Regions from separate parts of the Mus musculus genome. Here regions 2, 3, 4, 5, 6 and 7 are each linked to region 1. The links are chromatin contacts, called in public HiChIP or PLAC-seq and promoter capture Hi-C maps. All regions are on one chromosome and are shown on one strand. Each heading gives the region's core, a stretch centred on a gene start, on an enhancer-like site or on the middle of the called end of the contact. The rest is flanking DNA. Distances are from core to core; before and after follow the strand shown.

What was found. Promoter capture Hi-C pulls out the DNA fragments that hold promoters and counts their contacts. HiChIP or PLAC-seq counts read pairs in DNA pulled down with a chosen protein or histone mark.
Region 2: a contact with region 1 is called in a promoter capture Hi-C map of pre-B cells, with 5 times the contacts expected there. The contact joins the promoter of Tbrg4 here to the promoter of Pes1 in region 1.
Region 3: a promoter capture Hi-C map of pre-B cells shows a contact between it and region 1, with 2.9 times the contacts expected there. The contact joins the promoter of Ccm2 here to the promoter of Pes1 in region 1. A contact is called at or near these places in 2 of 39 promoter capture datasets (liver and pre-B cells).
Region 4: a contact with region 1 is called in a promoter capture Hi-C map of liver, with 5 times the contacts expected there. The contact joins the promoter of Myo1g here to the promoter of Pes1 in region 1. A contact is called at or near these places in 4 of 39 promoter capture datasets (the C10 cell line, liver and pre-B cells).
Region 5: a contact with region 1 is called in a promoter capture Hi-C map of liver, with 5 times the contacts expected there. The contact joins the promoter of H2az2 here to the promoter of Pes1 in region 1. A contact is called at or near these places in 4 of 39 promoter capture datasets (liver, neutrophils and pre-B cells) and 1 of 115 datasets of contacts at active chromatin or transcription factors (astrocytes).
Region 6: a contact with region 1 is called in an RNA polymerase II HiChIP or PLAC-seq map of embryonic stem cells, with 5 read pairs. The contact joins the promoter of Ppia here to the promoter of Pes1 in region 1. A contact is called at or near these places in 2 of 39 promoter capture datasets (cranial neural crest and pre-B cells) and 2 of 115 datasets of contacts at active chromatin or transcription factors (both in embryonic stem cells).
Region 7: a contact with region 1 is called in a promoter capture Hi-C map of pre-B cells, with 6 times the contacts expected there. The contact joins the promoter of Zmiz2 here to the promoter of Pes1 in region 1.

The regions. Positions count from the first base shown.
Region 1 is chr11:3,962,481-3,965,454 of GRCm38.p6, reverse strand. Pes1 (pescadillo ribosomal biogenesis factor 1) reads right to left here and starts at 1,480. Exons shown (of 15, transcript NM_022889.3): 1 at 1,395-1,480. The coding sequence starts at 1,418.
Region 2 is chr11:6,624,609-6,627,582 of GRCm38.p6, reverse strand. Tbrg4 (transforming growth factor beta regulated gene 4) reads left to right here and starts at 1,516. Exons shown (of 12, transcript NM_134011.3): 1 at 1,516-1,618; 2 at 2,370-2,434.
Region 3 is chr11:6,545,482-6,548,455 of GRCm38.p6, reverse strand. Ccm2 (cerebral cavernous malformation 2) reads right to left here and starts at 1,569. Exons shown (of 10, transcript NM_146014.3): 1 at 1,427-1,569. The coding sequence starts at 1,456. It also overlaps the pseudogene Gm24000.
Region 4 is chr11:6,519,451-6,522,424 of GRCm38.p6, reverse strand. Myo1g (myosin IG) reads left to right here and starts at 1,467. Exons shown (of 22, transcript NM_178440.4): 1 at 1,467-1,683. The coding sequence starts at 1,571.
Region 5 is chr11:6,442,930-6,445,903 of GRCm38.p6, reverse strand. It overlaps H2az2 (H2A.Z histone variant 2), which reads left to right and starts at 1,461. Exons shown (of 5, transcript NM_029938.1): 1 at 1,461-1,567. The coding sequence starts at 1,565. It also overlaps the pseudogene Gm11970.
Region 6 is chr11:6,414,419-6,417,392 of GRCm38.p6, reverse strand. Ppia (peptidylprolyl isomerase A) reads right to left here and starts at 1,526. Exons shown (of 5, transcript NM_008907.2): 1 at 1,414-1,526. The coding sequence starts at 1,482.
Region 7 is chr11:6,393,530-6,396,503 of GRCm38.p6, reverse strand. It overlaps Zmiz2 (zinc finger, MIZ-type containing 2), which reads right to left and starts at 1,379. Exons shown (of 19, transcript NM_028601.3): 1 at 1,216-1,379; 2 at 826-936; 3 at 632-746; 4 at 70-272. The coding sequence starts at 875.

The sequences.
Region 1 (2,974 bases), core at 231-2,730:
AGATCTGATGCCCTATTCTGGCATGCGGGTATACATGCAGATAGAGCACTCATATACATAAAAATAAATAAAAAATAACTTTAAAAAAAGTAATTAAAAACAACAAAGCAGATTGTTACCAGAAACTTGCAAGTCAAAGGAAAGACTTGAGCCCATCTCATCTTCTTCATTCCTATCCCAAAGTTACTTCATACCCACAGTCTCCTTACAGAAGCAAGAATAACTCAGATCAAGTCACTTACTTTCTTTGTCTTCTCCACTCAGAATAAGTTCCAGCCTCACATGATACGGCCCCAGCCTCACCTAGACAGCACCTCACTTATTTACATCTCACAGCCATGCTACTGTCTGTCCAAAACCCTGCACACCACCTGCCTCTCTTTCCTACTGGCCGTGGAATTCACTTCTGTTTTCTCTGCTAAGCACTTCTGAATGAAAAAAGAAAAACAGCAAGCTTTCACATTAATTATGATTAAGAAGCTTAAACTTGGGAAACAAGGTTGCATAGGAAGAAGAAACTGTCTCTAATCTGAGACAACAGAGCTAAAACTGCACTGACTTCTGCTTTTAACCTGCTCACCCTTTCCCCTTTTCTAAAGAAAAAAAAAAAAAAGGTCATTTTCTCCCTTGAGAATTGAGCACCACCAATATCACACGGATAGCAAGTTCCATCTGCTAAAGATAAAACTATCATAACCAGAGCCTGTAAAGGAACAAAAGGGTCATCCTAAAATATAAGATTGTGACAACGCCTAACCCCATATAAACCATCAAACACAGAGACGGCTAAGAGACGGCTGGAAGCTACAGCTGCACGCTGATATTAGTCTCTCCTTTCTCTGAGTGCCGAGAATTCTCTTAGGGGAAGGTTGGGGACCATCCACACTTCCCAACATTTTCATGCCCCAGACTAAAGTGTTCTTTAAGTACTGATTTCCACTAAAATGCTACGTCAGAAGAGGACCTACAAGACAACACTAATCGGATTAAGCGCCTGTTGATACTCTCCACTCTACTGCTCCTCCCTCCCTCCCTTTCTCAGGAGCGCACTTAAAAACCCTTAGCCACTTTATCTGAAGTTGACACTGGGAAAGCGGGGCCGCATCTGACTGCTTACTTCTCAATTCCCAGTACCTAGGACCGGGCCTGGCTCAATTAAGAAAGTCCCAAGTCTTGATAATGAATTCTACGTCCCGTTGGTCACTGATCACTCTTTTGGCGGCTCCGCCTGTCTCCACAACTCCTTCCACAGAAAGCCCGTCACAGTTCTTCCCGGCTTCCAGGGGCCTACGTGCAGAAGGTTCGCTCCGGCGGCCGTCTCAAGACTTCTCGGTCCCCAGAGGCCAGGGAAAGTGATAAAGCCGGAGCTCCGACCTCCGCTGGAACTCACTCACCTTCTTCTTCTCCAGACCTCCCATAGCTCCACGTTGAGAAATTCAAGGCAGCCAGAACACCAGAGCTACTTCCTCCCGCACGTGCCCTGCCTAGGGCCCTGAAGGACCCCACGCCGCCAGCTGAGGGCTGTCTGAAAATATGCCTGTACAAATCCAGAGAAAGTTGTGCTTTTGGCGACCTCGTTATTTACAACCAAATTCTCTAAAGCTCAACAATTGTGGTAGTTCTTTCAGTTCTTTTCTTAGTTACCAAAATCTATAGACAAGCTTTAAAGCAACATGGAAATTTAGGCAGTTTTATAAGCACCCTAGACACGGTTGTTTGAGCACGCGAGCCCCAGTGCATTTTGGGATACAGCAGGACTGAAGGGATGGGAGACAGACAGCCCGGAGCCTTCTGGGATTCAGAGAGCTCTGTAGTTTGGCCTCTAATCCAGAGATCCGCCTGCCTCTGCCTCCAGAGTACTGGGATTAAAGATGTGTGTCACCACGCCTGGCTGATGTTTTCTTTAAAAACCAAACCAACCAAACAAACAAACAAAAACAGAAATGCTCACTAAACCTAAAGCTACTAGTTTTTGTAATGCTAGGCCAGTGAGTTTAAGGGAGTTCAATTGTCATGGCAACGGTTGCTAGGCGTTGTAAACCCAGCTGACCAGATTTTGCCTTGTTGACCTTAGATTCAGCTGCACCTAGTTTGTTCAAGTTAGAATAAAATAGAGCAAAGGCCGACCTTTGACCTCCCACGGACACGGAGAGGGTCTAAGGAACTGCTTATATTTGGGGAATGAGTTGAGGCAGAAGGGACGGATCTCTGTGAGTCCGAGGCTAAGTTCCAGGACAGCGAGGGTATTGAGTGACGCACTGTCGAAACAAAACAAAAATGAAAAGAAAGAAAAATAATGGAAGGCATAGCATGATGGTGGTGCCTGTAATCCCAGCACACAGGAGTCTGAGGCTGGGAGAGCACAAGTTTCAGGCCAGCCTGTGCTAGAGATAGTGTTTCAAAACAACAAAACCAAGAAAACAAAACAGGACTGAGGAGATGGCCCAGTGGACAGAATTCCTGACATGCAAGCATAAGGATATGGAGTTCAGATCTGCAACACACACATAAAAGTTGTGCGCACATTTAAAACATATCATTCCATCTATAAAGATAATTTTTAAACTTATGAGATCTGATGATAGGTTTAAGTCAGTCTTAAAGGTGGTAATTTCATGTTTATAAAAAAGTTAAAATTTATGACTTTTTTATCAATTTCCTTTAAATTTTATTACTTTTACTTCAAAATGTTAAAAAAATTCTTGGTTTTCTGCTTAAAGTCATGTATAGCTGAAATGTAACTTTGAAAGATGAGTTTAATAAGAATGAACATTCTCTTTATCAGTATTTATAAGAGTGGTTTTGTATACTTGATACAGTAAGCATATTTATCTCTTTAAAAAAGAAACTGTGATTTCCATATGTTGAATATATATTTATACTAAAATAAAGTACCAAAATCCAAAAAAAAAAAAAAAGTTGTGTGCAGGCACTCGGAAGGCAGAGGCTGGTGAATCTCTGAGTTCTAGGCCAA
Region 2 (2,974 bases), core at 267-2,766, 2.7 Mb before region 1:
TGTGGTGGTATGTCCACCACTGCAACCCTTCATTTCCTTTCTGGTCCATTTTATCTTTGTTTTGTTTGTTTGTTTTTCCTTTTTGTCATTTTTGCTTTTGGTTTCCTACTAAGAAACTACTGTTTAATCCAAGATAGTAAAAATGTGTTTCCCCTTAGGAGTTTTATATCTATATTATCTCTGACCTTTTTGAGCTAAATTTTGAATTCAGCATGAGACTCTTAAACAAGAACCACCAAGGTAAAGCTAGTGTGGCAATATAATGCTAGCTACTGTAAGGCTAAAGCAAGAGAAGCTTCCCTGGATAATTCAGCAATCTTTTATTAACAAGAACCAGCGTTTACGCTTGATTTTAGCCACAAAGGAGAGAAGTAATACACTCTTACAAACATAAAGATTTTTCAAGGAAAATTTTAAGTTAAATTTTCCTTTCTACAAAATTAGGGCCAGCAGGATAACTTAGTGGGGACCTGGGGGTGGGGGTGGGGCATGTCTTTTGTCCTGCACTCCAGAGGCAGAAGGAGGGGGATCTCTGTGAGTTCAAGACCAGCCTGGTCTACACAGCGAGTTCCAAAACAGCCAAGGCTACAAGGAGAAACGCTGTCTAGGAAAACAGACAGTTAGTTTAGGGGCCACTTGACTGTGAGTTCAATTCCCAGATCCCACATGATTGGAAGAAACAAATTTCCCCAAGTTTTCCTGTGATCTCTTCATGCACACATACACCTTTGTCCCAGAGATGCCGTCTGTGGTTTCCTAGCACTGGGATTACTGGGAAAACTCACCTCCCAACCATCCTACCCAGCATTTTGTACTATCTCCTCAGTCCTGCCGTGCGCTAAGGCAGGGCCTTCTCCAGGTCGTCCCGGCTGTCCTAAACTTGGTATGTAGACCAAGCTAGCCACGACCTCAAAGATCCTTTTTCCTGTCTCCTGGCTGGGGTTTTAAGGTGTGTGCCACCACGCCCGGCTATTCTGCTTCTTGATGCAGGGCCTCCACAGTAGTACAGGCTAGCCCTCGGCCTCCTGCCTCCATTACTGAGATTACAGCAATTTATCGGTGTGCCGTTGTATACGGTATGTCCTTTACTTGTTTAATCTAGACAAACTGCTTGCATTTCCGAAAAGACCTTCAGCTGGAGCTACAACTCGCTTCTCTGTAATTACCCGACACCTGGCAATGCCTTCCCGCCCCGAACCCCAAAGTCAACACGGCGGTCCCAACTCACGCCTCTCCTACAGGACCTGTGAAAGGCCCAAGGGAGTGGGGCAGAACGGGCTGACATCAGAGTCGCTACCCAAACTCCGCACAAGTAGGAGACTCTGGCCCGACGTGCCCTGCCGTGTAGAATTCACCCTCTCCTTCCCGTCTACGTTTCCCACGACCAGGATCTCACTACACTTCCCAGTACCGGAAGCCTGAGCGCAACAAAGATGGCGACTGCGGAAGGGGCGGAGGGCGTGGCCTCCGTCCGGGAGCACTGGGCCACCTAGCTTCCGGCGGCGCGCCAGTGACGTCAGTGAGCGCGCCAGGCCGCGTGGAGGCCGTAGGCTGATGGAGGTCAGTGAGGGTGATCGCCGCCGCAGTCTGGCGTCCTGGAGAGACCGGGTTTCTGAACGTGGGTATCCGAGACGGGAAGCGTGGCTGGGAAGGGCAGCAGTTAGTAAGGACCGGCGGGGCTGTTGTGGGGGGAGCCAGGAAAGGGACTCTCGACACCGTGCCCCAAGGGCGCTGTTCGGTTGCAAATTCGGTTCCGGGCTGCGATTGCGCACGCGCTCCTCGGCCCGCGGTAGACACGAGGCCTATCCCGGGAAGCTCCGCTGCCCGCAGTGACCCTTGGCGTCCCCTGCCAGTCACTTTTCGTGTTTCTGCATTTTAGGTTTCAGGGTCGATATTTACTTAGTCGCAGGTCTTGAAAATCGGTAGTTTGCCAGTGCTTTTTTTTTTTTTTTTTTTTTTTTTTTTTGGTTTTTTGAGACAGGGTTTCTCTGTGTAGCCCTGGCTGTCCTGGAACTCACTCTGTAGACCAGGCTGGCCTCGAACTCAGAAATCCACCTGCCTCTGCCTCCAAAGTGCTGGGATTAAAGGCGTGCACCACCACGCCCGGCTCTCCAGCGCTTCTTTACTGTCTGGGTTCAGTAAGTGATGGATATTGGGTTTGGGCAGATGTCCCCCTTCTGAACCATATTTTATTTCCGTGTAAGTATAATTAAGCTAATCTTTTTACAGCTGCAGTAATGTGTTCACATAACAGTAAAATTAAGCTAGCTATATACCCGAATCCCGGAAGCAGAAAAAATTGAGGTGTTTTCTCCTTTAGTTGAAGCAAAGTCCAGTAACTTGTCTCATTTGGTTCTATCTCACCTTAGGGAACAAGACTGGCAGACTTGCCGAAAGAAACGTCATGTGGTTATGTAGCGTGTTCTCGAAAAAGGTAACATTTTGCAGGACTTAGAAAAAGGCAATGCCGTGCCCTGTGATTGGCAGAGAACGCAGTAGCCAGTTTTGCATTGTGAGATAAAAGTGTGAAGTGTAGTTGGAACAGAGCCTGTATTGTAGGGGTTGGATTAAGATTGGCAAGGTGGTGACTCTGGGTGGTGTTAGGGCTTGTTTGCGGTGATCGATTCAATTTGTGAGTTTTGCTTTAAGGGTTCTGGGGTGTGACTCAGTTGGAACTGCTTGTCTAGCTCACATAAAGGCCTAGATTTGATCTTCGGCACTGAATAAACCAGGAGTGATTGGCTATCTTTAATGTTAGCACTTGGGAGGTGGCCGCAAGAGGAATAGAGAAGTTCAAGGTCATCCTTAGCTATGTAAAGTAATTGTAGTCTTGTTTCTTTCTATGTATATAAGTGAACACGGGGACACATGCAGGCACACAGCCCGGGAGAGAGTCAGGTCCCTGGAGCTGGAGTTACAGGCAGTTGTGAGTCCCTCAATGAGGATGCTAGGGACTGAATTTTGGTTATCTGGA
Region 3 (2,974 bases), core at 320-2,819, 2.6 Mb before region 1:
AGAGGCAAGTGGCTTTCTGAGTTCGAGGCCAGCCTGGTCTACAGAGTGAGTTCCAGGACAGCCAGGGATACACAGAGAAACCCTGTCTTGAAAAACAAAACAAAAAGAGATTGTCTTGCTACTGATCCAAAAGCTCAGGGGGAAGTCTTAATGCCTCTCTCTGCTCCTCAGCCTTCTACCCAAACTGGTATGATATACAAGACAACATAAACCGCCAGGCAATTTGTCCCAAACAAGAACGTGGGCCAGGTGTCTTACAGGGCACTTAGAGTGTGAGACAAATACAATGTCTCCAGGGATGTAGGCTACTGGCATTGCAAAGACCAGCTGGCACGGTTCAGCATCAGCCACACTTGGGCCAAGTCCTTCCTCAACAGCACCCTCTTTTCTAGCTAAGTCCTTTTACAATGCTCAAACCCCTTCTATACTTGTAGGCTGAATTGCTTTGTTGGGCCCATTTCCCAGCTTTAAACCATCTTTGGAGGTAACAAGTTGACAGGACATCTAAATAACAAGTGCAACTTTCTGTCTTCAAACAAAAGAAAGTGGGGGCAGCGCTGCTGGCCTGGATTCCCTGAAGGCCACCTGGCCACTCTATTTCAAGTAAGACTTTCTGAAAAATGGGACACCTCCTAAAACAAGGTGGTGAGTGGTGTGGCCAATTAAAGGCTACAAGGAGGCCGGGTGGTGCTGAGCTAGGACATCAAAGTCTGTTTTAAACTTGTCCACAACGTGCACACATTTATCAAATGAAAATGACAGGCAAACATGAAGATTGCAAAGCATTTATTTGAAAGGGATACATTTTATCAAAGCCCACTTTTCGCTTTAAAGGCAGTTTAAGCGGTTCATTCCCACATGGTCTTCCCAGGCTTCTTAAAATGTTCTTTATCAACTACTCAAGCCTGTAATTAAAGCCACATTTTTAAACTACAGAAACGAAGGAGCCTCTTGAACCATGTCCTAAATCTTACTGCCAAACATAACGTCACTAAAATCACTCAGTGGTATTAAATAGGAGCGACAGTCGACGAGAGAACCCGCCGAAAAGCTAAGTCCATCTTTGCTTTTACTGGACATCCAAAAACAAAGCCAAGTGGGCAGCAAAAGCCTCGCCGGTCACGGCACAGCCCAGTGGCCCAAGTTCCAGCCCAGGCCACCTTCTGGCCCCTCACTGGGCCCACTTCCTTTGTGGCCCCAGGCCGGCGCGCGGGGAAGGCGGGCCCCCTGACAGGCCGTCTGGAGCAGGCCGGGGGCGAGCGGCAAAGGGGACGCCCCCACCGGAAAGGCGCGGCACTTCCTCCGGGAGCCGCAGGCCCACCTGACCGCTGTCCCTGCCCGCTCAGCCGCCCGCCCGCCCGCCCACCCCGAGGGACCCCCACCCCACGCCCCGGCCCGGCGGCAGGACGCGCCGGTGAGCGCTCACCTTCTTGCCCTTCTTGCCCTCCTCCTCCATGTCGCCGCGTGCGGCCCCCGCGGCCCGCCCCGGGAGCCCCACTGCCAGCGGCCGCTACATGCTCGCTCTGGGCCCGCCACCCCCGCGCTCACCGCGCCGCCGGCCCGCCCGCAGTCTCCGCCCCGGCCGCGCCCCACCCGCACTTCCGGACCTAGGGAGCCCGCCCACTCCGGAGACCCCGCCCCCTCACGCCCCGCCCACTGCCTCGGCGCTCCCGCACTTCCGCCTAGAGGCACTCGCTGGGCCCAAGGAGGGCGATACCAAGAAGGGCGATTCCCTGTTTTTCCCAAAGCCCCTGAAGAGACCCAGGGTCACCCCGGGCCCCTCCATGCCTCCTCAGGGCGGGAGGAGCACACCTGCCTACCCCAGTCCTTCCCATCCCCTCTGGAAAGGCGCCCCAGTACCCCCCCCCCCATCCCTAGCTCTCCCGAACCCTTCAGGGCCGCGCGGGAGTGGCTCCAACTTTTCAATTCTGCCGCCATCTTTAGGGTGGCCGACTTCCCAGCCTGCCTCGCGATTAGGGAGGCGGGCCACATGCCCCTGGGAAGGGACAGAGTCAGTCTCCAATCCGGGTTCTGGGCGCGCTGCCACTTGGCATCCCTCTCTTTTTACTCTGAGCCACAAGGAAACCCTTTTCTAGTAACTTTCTATTCTGGCTGGGCGTGGCGGCGCACTCCTGTGTAATCATAGCACCTGGCTGCTAGAGACAGGAAAATGAGTTCAGGATCAACCGTTGGACCAGAGTCTCATAAAAGAATCCAAAAATGTACAATAGCTGCCAACAGCAACCTTCTAGGTAGTGTATGCAACCTGTTGTCTGTATGGGTTGTCCTAAAACATCTTGAAGATAGTATTCTGGCTGGGCAGTGGTGGCGCATGCCTTTAATCCCAGCATTTGGCAGGCGGATTTCTGAGTTTGAGGCCAGCCTGGTCTACAGAGTGAGTTCCAGGACTATACAAAGAAAACCTGTCTCGAAAAAAAAAAAAAAAAAAAAAAAAAAAAAGCATTCTGATGGATATTCACATTCCTGAGTTTATGGTGTTTCTAATCTAGGCTTCAGCCACCCACACACAAATGCAAAGGTGCTTTTGGGAAGCTGGAAGGTATAAGGAAATCAGGGTTCACAATGGCCAGGTCATCATATCCATGCTCTAAGGCTCAAGTTCAACTTCCTTCGCCTCCAGATCTACACCTCTAAGAAGAAATGTTTAATGAAAATAAAATTTAAAACATGATAGCTGAGAGGCAGTTCACAGGGTATGGCTGTGGGTTCCCTGGAAAGTTATGGACCCTATGGTCCACCCAAGCCTCTATGTTCACTAATCTCACACCCAAGCCAAAACTATGTGTAATGTGTGTGTGTAAAATTTTAAAGCTTTATTCTCTCCTACCCTTGGTACATCAGGAAGGTAAAAATTACAAGAGCACGGGCATTCGGGCCCTGCCAGAGTAAAGTTATAGATTTTTTAAAATTATTTTTATTTTATTTTCATTTGTGTTTTGCCTGCATATGCATC
Region 4 (2,974 bases), core at 218-2,717, 2.6 Mb before region 1:
ATATTTGGGAACATTTGGGCCTGCCATCAAGGGAGCAGAGAGAGCTGCCCACTGGCAGACCCTGTAATCAGGAGGGAGGACTGCACAGAGAAACCTGAGTGGTCGCCTAGCCATTTTTCAATGTACCACTAATCTACAAGCTCAACCATAAGCCAAGACCTGTGAGAGCTAAGATGAGGCCCCAGAGCTCCAAGAGTTAATGGTTTTATCTCAGAGGCTGGATGAGAGAACGAAGCTGAGCATATGCAAGAGGGTCCTACCAAAGGCTAGCCCACTAGAGGGCTGGAGAGTGTACTCTTCCGCTCCCTTGTCACTGTGGGGAGGAATCGCAGGGTGCCGAGTCCCCACCACTGCCTCATCTGCTGGGTCAGGCAGGAAGTCTTTATGGTTTAAACTCTATTGTGGCCACCCCTGGCTGATGTTGAGCTCTGGGGCAGCGATGTTCAGCTGGGTAACCACGAGAGGCCAAGAAATATCTGTTGGCACGCCTTTAATCCCAGCACTTGGGAGGCAGAGGCAGGCCGATTTCTGAGTTCGAGGCAAGCCTGGAGCCTGGTCTACAAAGTGAGTTCCAGGACAGCCAGGGCTATACAGAGAAACCCTGTCTCGAAAAACCAAAAAAAAAAAAAAAAAAAACCAAAATAATAATAATAAAAGAAATATCTATTGGGCTAGAGAGATGGCTCAGAAGTTAAGAGCACTGACTGCTCCTGCAAAGGTCTGCAGTTTACGGCCACCCAGCCCTCTAGCCCTCTGCAGACACCCAGCATGCATATGGTGCACTTATACATGTAGACAAAGCACTTGTACACAAAATAGATGTTTAAAACGTTTTAAAAGAAGCATCCTGCCAGGCGTGGTGGCACATGCCTTTAATCCCAGCACTTGGGAGGCAGAGGCAAGTAGATTTCTGAGTTCAAGGCTGGCCTGGTCTACAGAGTGAGTTCCAGGACACACAGAGAAACCCTGTCTTGAAAAACCAAAAAAAGAAAGAAAGAAAGAAAGAAAGAAAGAAAGAAAGAAAGAAAGAAAGAAAGAAAGAAGAAGAAGCATCCTTTCTTACTGAGCCTGGTATAATCCTAGCTACTTTGGGGAGGCCAGCTTGGACTACAGAGATAGAAGAAAGAAAGAAAGAAAGAAAGAAAGAAAGAAAGAAAGAAAGAAAGAGAGAGAGAGAGAGAGAGAGAGAGAGAGAGACGGAAAGAGGGAGGGAGCAAAGGAAGGAAGGAAGACAGACAGACAAGGGGAGGGAGAATTCCAGCCTGCCCGTAATCTTTGGAGTGCTTGGGATTACAGACAGGTATGGCCAAACCTAGCTTGGGAAGAGCTTTAAGGAAGCCAGTAAAGACCCCATCAGGACAGACAGTTAGGCATGGACCTTGTGGGCCAGGGAGCAGGAAGCAGTGTCTGAAGCACCAAGGCAGGGGAGTAGCAATGGGCAGGGCCAAACTCCCCGGGCAGAACCCACTTCCTACTTTACTGAAGTACTGCAGTAGTCAGGCAGGGCTGGGCCTCCCCTTTCTGCCTTCCCCTTCACCTCTGTACAGAAAGCTCTGGCGACCTGCCTTGGATGCTTGCAGTGGGCAGGATGGAGGACGAAGAAGGCCCTGAGTATGGGAAACCAGACTTCGTGCTTTTGGATCAACTGACCATGGAGGACTTCATGAAGAACCTAGAGCTCAGGTAGATGTGAGGTGGGGGTGGGGATGCGGTACTGGGCTTCTTTCCTTCCTTTCCTCCCTTATCATCCACACAGACCTGAGAGAAGCCCTGAAGGTACCCTGGTCCCATCGTCAGGAATGGGGACAAGGCTACACATACCTAGACAATACAGGCTGAAATGATAGCATCTCCAGGAGATAATGGCCACTCAGAAAGTAACCAGCTGTCAGGAATGGAGCTGCCCAGCCACCCTCACAACACCCTGGTTGACAAGCCCAGAGTCCTGAGGAAGACAGGCAAAGGCATGGGGACCAGGAATGTACTGCATCTCCTCTCTGTCACCTGCTGATGCTTTCCCCCTGGGTCCCATGTGTGACCCGACTTGAGTTTCCTTAGGAACTCCAAAATGAAGTGCCCTCCACCCCAGAATCGCAATAATCGAAGCAAGCTGATATGATGCTGATATGATGTTCTGGGTTGGGAGTTGTTCATGGGAGGGGTCACAGGCTAGGACTAGGAGAATTGACAGTGCAGCCTGCTTTCTCACTGAAAAAAGCAGGGAGGGGTCCAGGAGCTAGAAGCACAGCATGTTAAATGGCCTTGTGTGCGGCTGGACTTCATACACACCTCCTAGGGAGGATTGTTGTGTGCTAGGAAGCTCCTTAGAGAGCAACTGGGGACCAGGAATCTCACTAGGTGCAGAGATGGAGGTCCTAGGCTGCCACATGGAGAGCTTTATCCAGGAAATGAGTTCAATGCTTTGTTAGACTGCCTCATTCTCTCGAAAAGCAAGCTCACAAGCATGCCCTCCATGCTTTGTATGCTGAGCCGAGGAAGACAGTGGCTGCAGGTCACAAAACTTGTAGTCCCAGGGCGTGACTTGTCAGAGGGGGCAGAGAAAGAGGAACCCTGAAGAGGCCTGCCTGGGGTTGAGCGGGCCCCACACACCGAGAGGACAGTTGGGGCCCCAAGGAGGCTAGTACTCCTCCCAGAGCACAAAACCCAAGAGAGGTACAGCCCTAGGTTCCTGCTTCTAATATGGTTAGTAAACGGAAGGGTGGAGGAGTTTGAGATGTGCTGGAGAGGGACGGTGGCCATGGCTGGGGTTGCAAAGACTAGCAAATCACCACGCTATGATTTGGGTGGGGCAGGGCGAGTCCCCTTCCGGATCTGGTCCCGCCTAGACTCTGAGACAGGAAACAACCAAGCCCCCCACCCCCCCCACCCCCCACTCTCTGGAAGAGTCCCCTTTTCACAGTCTCAGCCCAACTGCCCTGTAGGAGTCACCTGGGAAAGATGACCCCTGCAGGGC
Region 5 (2,974 bases), core at 212-2,711, 2.5 Mb before region 1:
TCCAAACTTGAACACAGGGTTCTGTTATCTGAACACATTATTCCATTCATTCCACTCACAGTTGTCCATATCTTCATATCTTTTTTTAAAAGATTATGTGTGTGTGTGTATACACTTGCTATACTCCAGACACACCAGAAGAGGGCAACAGACCCAATTACAGATGGTTGTGAGCCACCATGTTGTTGAGAATTGAACTCAGGACCTCTGGACAAGCAGTCAGTGAACCACTGAACCACCGCTCCAGCCCCATGTTTGTTTGTTTTTGAGAAAGGGTTTCTTTGTGTAGTCCTGGCTGTCTTGGAACTTGCTTTGTAGACCAGGCTGGCCTGGAACGCAAAAATCCACCTGCCTCTGCCTCCTGAGTGCTCGGATCAAAGACGTCACCCCACCCCACCCCACCCACTCCCCTCAAGTACTTGTCCATATATTTAAATGAATAATTCATTTAGAAGTTCATCCCTTCCTCGTTTAGCATTAAAATTATTTTTTCATAAAGACCTGCTCCAAGTTGCTTCTTCTGATGGAGGTTGATCTCAGAGCTATAGTCCCTGTCAAAAGAAACAATTCAAATTTTGAGACAGGTATTGTCTAGCTGGAGATAAATTTCTAAAACAATGGCTTGGAAAAATCCTACCACAAGAACGAAGTCTCAATACAACAACAAACAAACAACAACAAAAACCGTAGAAAACTATTTTGCTCACAACTAACTCCTACAACTGGTCTGTGCTTCCTAATGGGAAAAAAATTAAGCTTTGAAGCTGGAACCAGAACAAAGTCTAAGACTTCTGATGAAGGCTGTATGCAAATGACTACATTCACCTAAGTGCGTTTCTCTAGCTGAGAAATGGATGTGGCTCTCCCAAATCTCCCGGGCTCATTGATGATCACAAAAATAATAAAACCTTTTAAAGTTGTGTGAATGGGTTGGCGATAGCTAGAGAATTTAACTAGGTGCGGACTACGATATACACTTATTCCTAAATTTTCACAATAGCTTTTGCACAAAGGTAACTCTACTTTAGACATTTGACCCTGTGCTACCTAAACGTTCCCCTTAAACTTGTTGCAATTGAAGAAAAACAAAGCAAAGAAGTCCTGGCGGGCTCTGAAATGGGCGGGAAAGGCACAGCTGTGCCGAATCGCTCCAGTCTATTGGTTCACCGAGCTGTTGTTCCCAGCCTCCCGCCCCCGTGCGGCCGACAATGTTTTCATTGGCTTTCCTCCTCTCTCATTGGTTCATTCTTCTGTTCATCAGAAGTCCGCGCAAGGAGAGCGGCGGAGAGAGTGTCAATGTTTGGTCGGAGGGCCCACCTCCAAGGGCCGTGTGCAAAAAACAAACAGCGGTTAGGGAGGCGGCACCGGGAGGGCGGAGTTATGGCTAGAAGGAAGCGTACAATTGGCCGGCCGCCGAGGTTCAAACGAACAACGTGAGCGGCTATTGGTGGAGGCGGCGCGAGGCGGGCCCCGGGCATTGTCCCGCTCTGGCTGCGGCGGTCCGACTGCGAGAGCGGCGGCGGCGGCGGCGCGGGGCTGCAGTGGGCGTCGCGCGGCCGAGACCATGGTGAGTGCGGGGTCGCGCGTGGAGTGGGCGCGCAGAAGCCCCGGACGGCTGCTCCACCTGGGGGATCGGGAGTGGGCGGTGTCGCGCTTCGGAGCCGGAGTGCCCGCTGTTCCGGACTCCGCCGGGGGTTGGGGGGGCGCGCCGGACGCGGGAGGCAGAAGCAGGGGGGCGGGTGCTGCGCCGCACAGAGGAGGTCCGGCTGTAGCCCTGCGAGTTCTGAGGCTTCGGCTCAGGGTTACGTAATGCCCCCCGCTGAGGATCGGAGGAGTTCTGATCCTGCCCACCAGAACCGCTCGCCTCGTCAGCGGCTTGCCGGTTATTCTTTGGAATAGAAGTTTATTTACTTGGCTTCATCTTAAAGTATCTTTTCATTCTGTAGTTTAGATCTAGTTGAAAGTGACTTCTAAAGAAAGAAAGTGAGTAAAACTTTAGCCCCATTCTGAAATTGAGGGGAAAGTCCTAAAACCAATCGAGACCTATGTGTTTCACCAAGATTAAGGGGAGTGACGCTCTCTTTTTGGAATTATATTTCTGTCGGTATCCTGCTTGAAATATGCTTTCGCTGTTATAGAAATAGTAAGCCTTCCCAAGAAGGACTCTCTGCATGCACTTAGAGATTAGTTAAGGAAAAGCTCTTTATCTTTTCTTTGACGCTTGTCTGGCTGGGCTAAGACTCAAGCAAGAGCCTGCCTCCAACTGAAGAGCTTACTAATTTATGTACATTTTAGATGTGTGCATTCCACAGACTCTGTTATCCTGACATCTCTTTTGAGGTCCCAGGTTACACTTTGAACAATTTAAGCAGAGACAGGAGATTGCAAGTCTGACCGCTGAAGTGGATAGATTTATACATATTACTACATATGGCTAGGAGTATTTTTAAGTATGCCACTGTTCTTTTTCAAAGTTATTACCGAGGGTCATCATACCTACCTTGCAGAATTACAAGCTGGTTTATCTTTATCTGGGCCTAACTGCTGGTCATAGATCAGTTCTGTCTCCTTTGTCACGGGAATGAGTCTGATTGGGTGGCCCATCCTGGTGAACAGTTGTCTCCTAACATCCTAAGTTCCATGTTTTTAATTTGCAGGCCTGCTTAGCATACTGCTTATCTTCGAGGGGTTTGAGAGGCGGTCCACCTTTAGCTAAATTTCACTTGGGCCAATGTTTCCTGAGCAAATCTATTACTAAATCCATTGTAACATCAGTTTTATTACTTTGTGTTTCATCTACATTTTCACATGATAGGTACTTTATTTTTGGGTTTTTTTTTTTTTTCTTTTTCTTTCTTTCTTTTTTTTTTTTTTTCGGTTTTTGGTTTTTCGAGACAGGGTTTCTCTGTATATAGCCCTGGCTGTCCTGGAACTCACTTTGTAGACCAGGCTGGCCTCGAACTCAGAAATCTGC
Region 6 (2,974 bases), core at 277-2,776, 2.5 Mb before region 1:
CACCTCTATTTTCACCTATGGGCTCATCTCATTCCCATTAAGCTCTGGTTAACCTGATACTATCCTACCCAGGCTAAGCTTAGGCCAAGTTTCCACAAGAGTCCTTGTCAATTATCAGCTCTTGACTAGATACATGCTGGGTGAGGGCTAATTAGAACCTAGTGCTCTTTTTATGTGCCTACCTACTATGTGTACCCAGCACTGTGGCAGGCGGGCAATCGGGAGATCTAGCTTTTGAGTTAAAAACTCACCAATGATAGCTTCTGGAGTTTAACAGTACAGACACTAAGTAACATATTCCACTATGGCCTAAGGGCTAGTACTGAGGCTAACAATAATATTTAATTTTGGGGTTTTTTGTTTTTTTCGAGACAGGGTTTCTCTGTATAGCCCTGGCTGTCCTGGAACTCACACTGTAGACCAGCGTGGCCTCGAACTCAGAAATCCGCCTGCCTCTGCCTCCCGGGTGCTGGGATTAAAGGCGTGCGCCACCACGCCCGGCTGAATATTTAATTTTGTAAAAGAAAAACGCCAATTGTTTAGGGTACTCTAATTACTAACTGATCTTTAAGCAGCCACTTAACCTCCAGAACTAATTAAGTAGGTAACTACTGGCAATCCACTTTGGTCAATGCAAACTGCAGCGTGGCCAGTCATAACATGCCTGTCTCACTGAGGGTAATAGGGAGGGGTTCAGAGCGCCTCCCCCGCTGCGCCATCACTGCGACAGGAGGCGGTCCTTGGGCACCAGCAAAAGCCAAGCCTTTCTCGTTTCCGCTCGGGGGTGGGGGACGCGGAGGGGTATTTTGAGCCTCCCTAACCAAATGTGGCTACTTCGGACCAAATGGCCAAAGGTTCAATTCACACTCAAGTCTGCTATAAAACGATTATTTTATATTCTTCGTAGGAACCACTAGGTTTAGGAAACCACTAGGTTTAACCGGGCTAACGAGCACGTCCGGGCTCTCCGAGCCTTCGCCCCTGAGACCTTAGGCAGGGTCCCTGCTCAGATCCGAGTAAAAGGCTGTGGGGCTCCGGAAAGCAGGCTGGGAAGAGGCCCGCGGGGCTGCAGCGCCGCAGCGGAGCAGGGCGGGGCCCAACGGCTGGGAGAAGGGAGAGGCGCGGAGCACGTGCGCCCGGCCTCGCGGGGCCCCACAGGACGCAGCCACGTGCGCCTGCGGGGAGGCCGGGACGGGCGGGGACGGCCCCCTCCCCCAACGGCCGCGCCCCGCCCGGCTTTGTCCGCAGCCCGCCCAGCCTCCCCGCGCCTCGCCAGCCTCCCAAAATGGCCCCTCGTCAGGAAATGGCGCCGCCACCCGCGCTCGCTCCACCGGAGGGTCGGGCCGCGCCCGAGAGAGCCTCCCCCTCCACAGCTCCCGGGACCCCACCCTGGAGCACCACTGCCCACCCGACCTCGAAGGAGACGCGGCCCAAGGGCTCGTCATCGGCCGTGATGTCGAAGAACACGGTGGGGTTGACCATGGCTGCAGCAAGCGGCGAAAAGCGACAGTGGCGTCTGCAAAGCGGCACGAGCCTCGCCGCGGCTTCCTTTATACCCGGTTCGGGCCCCGCCCACCACCGAGTCGCGCGCCCGGACCTGGATCAATCACAACTGCTTTCCAAACGGAGTGACGGCGCGACAGGCCTATGGGCGGGCGCGGGCGCGGGTGGGGCGGGGCGCGAGGCGCGCGTGCGCTGTAGCGCGCAGAGGCAGGTTCCCGCCCGCGGGCTCCTACTAGATGGTTGCGGCGCGGTCGGTGGGGGAAGAGTCCGAGGGCAGTTAGGGAGGGTGGCCACGCAATCTGGCTGTCCTTAGGAACGCGTCGGGGCCCCTGGTCTTCCCCAGTGGTACCGCGTATCTTCCCATTGCACAGAGCAAGTAACTGAGGCAAACATGGTCCTCAAGGTCGAGCGGCCCTTCAAGGTCGGGCGGGGTCCTGAGGCGCTGCCCTCTCTGCGGAAACTCGAACAGGCAGGCATCCCTGGGCCTAGATCCAGGACCCACACCGTCATTGTGCAATGGCAACCGCTTCCTGATAGGTCCCTGTGAGCGCCTCCGTTTTCTTAAACTCTGGGGAACGGGCACAAGCAGCCCCCTCATTTTAAAGATTATGAAATACTTTTTAAATGTCCTACTTTCCAAATATATCTTGTGTTTTCTCCAGGAGGAAGCTATTTAAACACGATCCTGGTCAGAGTCTACCTGTAATTTTTTTCTCCCCGACCCCCAATACCCCAAGGTCTTCTCATTTCCTCATGTGGCCTAAGGCGTGCTCTCAAAGGCTTCACACGCCTGTAAATCCCACCTCTAGGTAGATGGAGACAGGAGGATAGTGAGTTCCATACAGCCTGAGCTGTAAGTGTGAGGCCCTGCCTCATAAACAAAGCCTGAGTATGGGAAAGTCGGTGCTGTGGAAGACCCTTCACCATAGCGTCTGCTGGAGTTGGCTCCCGAGCTGTAAGGCCTTTAGACACAGAACCTCAGGAATGTGGGTCTGGCCATGCCTTATTTGGATGAATCAGACCAAAAGCACATTAGGTTGAACTACAAAGAGTTTTGATTTGCCAAACTGGAAAATTCTGTACCAGTGTGCTTTGTGCATATAGCATCATGTAAACCTGCTTTTCTCAAAACTGTTAAGTGCTTGCAGGACAAGCTCAAGGACCTACCTGCGTTTGGATCCCCAGCACCTATGTAAAAGCCAGGCCATTGGGAGGAGTCTGTAAGTCCAGGCCTGGAGGCAATGGAGACTGACTGGTTAGACAGTCTAGGCAAGACTGAGTCAGTATAGTGGATAAGGTAGAGACAGGGATGGGGAGAAGGCCCCATGGTTAAGAGCACTTGCCTTTATTTTTAACTAACTGATTGTTTTGGTTATAGTTTGCATTTTAGGAGTTCTTTGCATATTCTGGGTTTAATTTCTTACCTGACATATAATTTGCTGATATGTTCTGCTGTCCCTCCGTTGAGCCA
Region 7 (2,974 bases), core at 130-2,629, 2.4 Mb before region 1:
GGGAGGAGCAGGCAACATCCAACCCTTCTGCAGGACTGACAGGCTGATGGTTTCAAGTCACTGGCTTACCCAGTAGTGAAGCTGGATCCCCCAGGGTAGCTCCCTCGGCCATACACGCCTTGCTGTACGTAGCTCTTGCTAGCACCTCCTTCAGCAAACGCCTGCTGTCCCAGGCACTGCGGGGAGGTCAAGGCAGAGCTGCCACCTGCCACACCAGGCATCATGGAACCACCAGGGGGGCTTCCTGCAGGGCCCATGGGGTTCCCTAAAACCTACAAGGAAGTGGGAGTCACCAGAGAGAACCAGCCAAACTACTGTCTTTAAGACACAGCCCTAAAGTGCTAGATGCCAAGAGATGCCCAGCAAATGGGGGAGGACCTGGGTGGCAGGAGTGGTTGTCTATAGTTCTGACTGGAAGGGTCTCTGGAGCCAGGGGAAGACATCCCATGGTAGTACAGAAGAAAGGCACCTAGTGACTTGAGACCCTCAGGAAGCCCCATCCTTGTGCTTCAGACAGTCCGCTTGGTCCCTGGTTCTTGGAGCCCTAAGATGGTAGAGGCACCACCAAGACTCTGGATCCTGAGGGCTGGGGGGTGGGGGTGGGAGTGGGGTGGCCCTGATACACACTCACCTGGCTCTGGGTTGCGTTGCCAACTCCCCACACAGTAGTGACCACAGACAGTGACCCAGCTGGCTGAGTGGCACTTTGTTGCCAAGGCACAGACTCATATGCAAATGAACCATCACTAAAAGAGAGCAGCTGGTTAAGGCAGGGTCAGAAGGCCAAGGGCTTGCTAGAGGCAGGCCACAGAAGCCCACACTCACCCGTGTGGTGCAGGGGGCAGGGCGGGTTTCATGGGGTTCATGGGGTTCATTGGTGATGGAGCAGCCTACAGGCCCAATGTGCTGGAGCTTATCCGGGAGTTGCTGCTCCGGCTGCGGGACAGGAGGGAGAAGGCAGGAGCTTAGATGCTCATGGTAGCACGGACAAAGCCAGGGTAGTAGCGTTGGCAAATGTCAGCCCAGAATGCAGTGCAAAGCAACTCTAACAAGGGCTCTGTCATCTTAAGCCATTGGATCAACCCTGGAAAGGGCTTTCTGATATCAAATACTTCCCACATTCCCTTTCCCATATAAATCATAGGAAGCCAGGAACCCTCAGCAGGCCCTGGAGAAGGTCAGAGGGGTAGCCCCCACCCTGCGGAGCCCAGAGACCTGAGAAGGAGCAGAGCTTGAGTGTTCTTTGAGGCAGATGCTGAAAAGTCAGGCAGCAGATGTACAACGGCAGTCCATCCACCAGGTTGGCCTTAGGGTGGCTGTACCGACACGGCTGACACAGGACACAGGCACTGACCCAGCCCCTGGTTGGCAGCTCTCTCCTATCAAGAGGGTGGCAGAAGGGCTTCAGGTCACAGGACCTTCAAGCTGATCCAGACGACTTGAGGGGAGCAGGCGTGTGTGTGTGTGTGTGTGTGTGTGTGTGTGTGTGTGTGTGCGCGCGCGCGCGTGCGTGCATGTATGCATGCATGTAGGTGCACACACACACACACATACACACACACCCCTGAGACAAATATGACCTTAAGTATATGGTCAAGTGGACATCTTGCCCCCCCCCAAAGACCCATCTGTGACACTTGTGAATTCCCAACATGGCAGTGACACACACAGCACAGCAGGTGTGGGGGGTAGTCACAAAGCCAGACCATGCTAACGCACATCTACAAGATGGGACCAACTGGGCTTCATTCTTAGAAAACCGTAGCAGTGGCTGGTGGACAGGGAGGCAACAGCAGGTAAGAGCAGCGACTGGTACAGAAGACTCCCACTCCTTGCCTTTCTCAGTGCCTCATCCACTCAGGTCCTAATATACCCTGGACCACATGCGTGCCTACCTCTGCTTGGTCTCACCAGAATGGCACACAAGCCATGTGTTGGGCACTTCTCAGGGACCTCTGGGAAGGCCTGGGTGCTCCTGTCTGAAACCCTCTCTTGGTAGGGGCTGTGTGATTGCCACACATACCTTTTGAACCATTATCAGATCTGGTGATTTCCATCTTCCACTCAGCACTCACAAGCCTCTTGTCTAGGGGAGAGAGGGGTATCGCAGCACCCACTCAGCTCTGGAACAAACATTTCTTTGTGCTTACCACTCAGGGCTCAGTACAGACCTGGAGGCTCTGCAGGGCAGGGCTACACACACAAAGCCCCAGAACGGATAAGAGAAAGAGAGAAAAGGGGACTGTGACTTGCCCTTGCCTGGGCAGCCTTAGGCTCCCAGAGATCCTTCTCACACCCAGCACCAGGCTACCAGGGAAGAGAAACCTCATCCACCTCATCCACAGGCTCTGTCCCCTGGCCCTCAGAGGCAACTACACTTGATTCTAGCCCAGGCCAGGTCCTGCCTAGGCAGCTGGAGACAGAATGTGCCAGACTGGCAGCAGAGGCTGGCATCTATGTTGCTCCTGCTGGATCCTGGCAGCTGACCTGGTGGGAAGAACTCCTCCCAAGATCTGACATGTGGGGTCTGGAACAACCATGTGGATGTCAGGAAATAGGAACAGGAATCAAGACAAAAGCACGACTTAATGGAAAAGAGAAGAGATGGGAAAATAGCCACACAAATACTCCCAGAGACACCAAAGCAATTCAGTGGAGGAAGGACATCTCTAACAAGTGGTACACGAGCAACTAGAGCCTACCAGTAAACAAAAAACTTCAGACACAAAATATGACGGGGGTGGGAGCATCTCTAGATGTAGCTTAATGGCAGAGCACTTGCCCTGTGTGCTTACACACGTCATGCTCTGAGTTTGAGCCTCACTACTGTAACAACAACAACCGAGTCACAGCATATACCAAAATGAACTAGGTCCTAGGTTTAAATGTAAAATACAAACTATAAAATGTTTAAGAAAATATCAAAGAAACTCCACAGGATCCAGGCTGAGCAGAAAGTTTTTAGATTTGATAC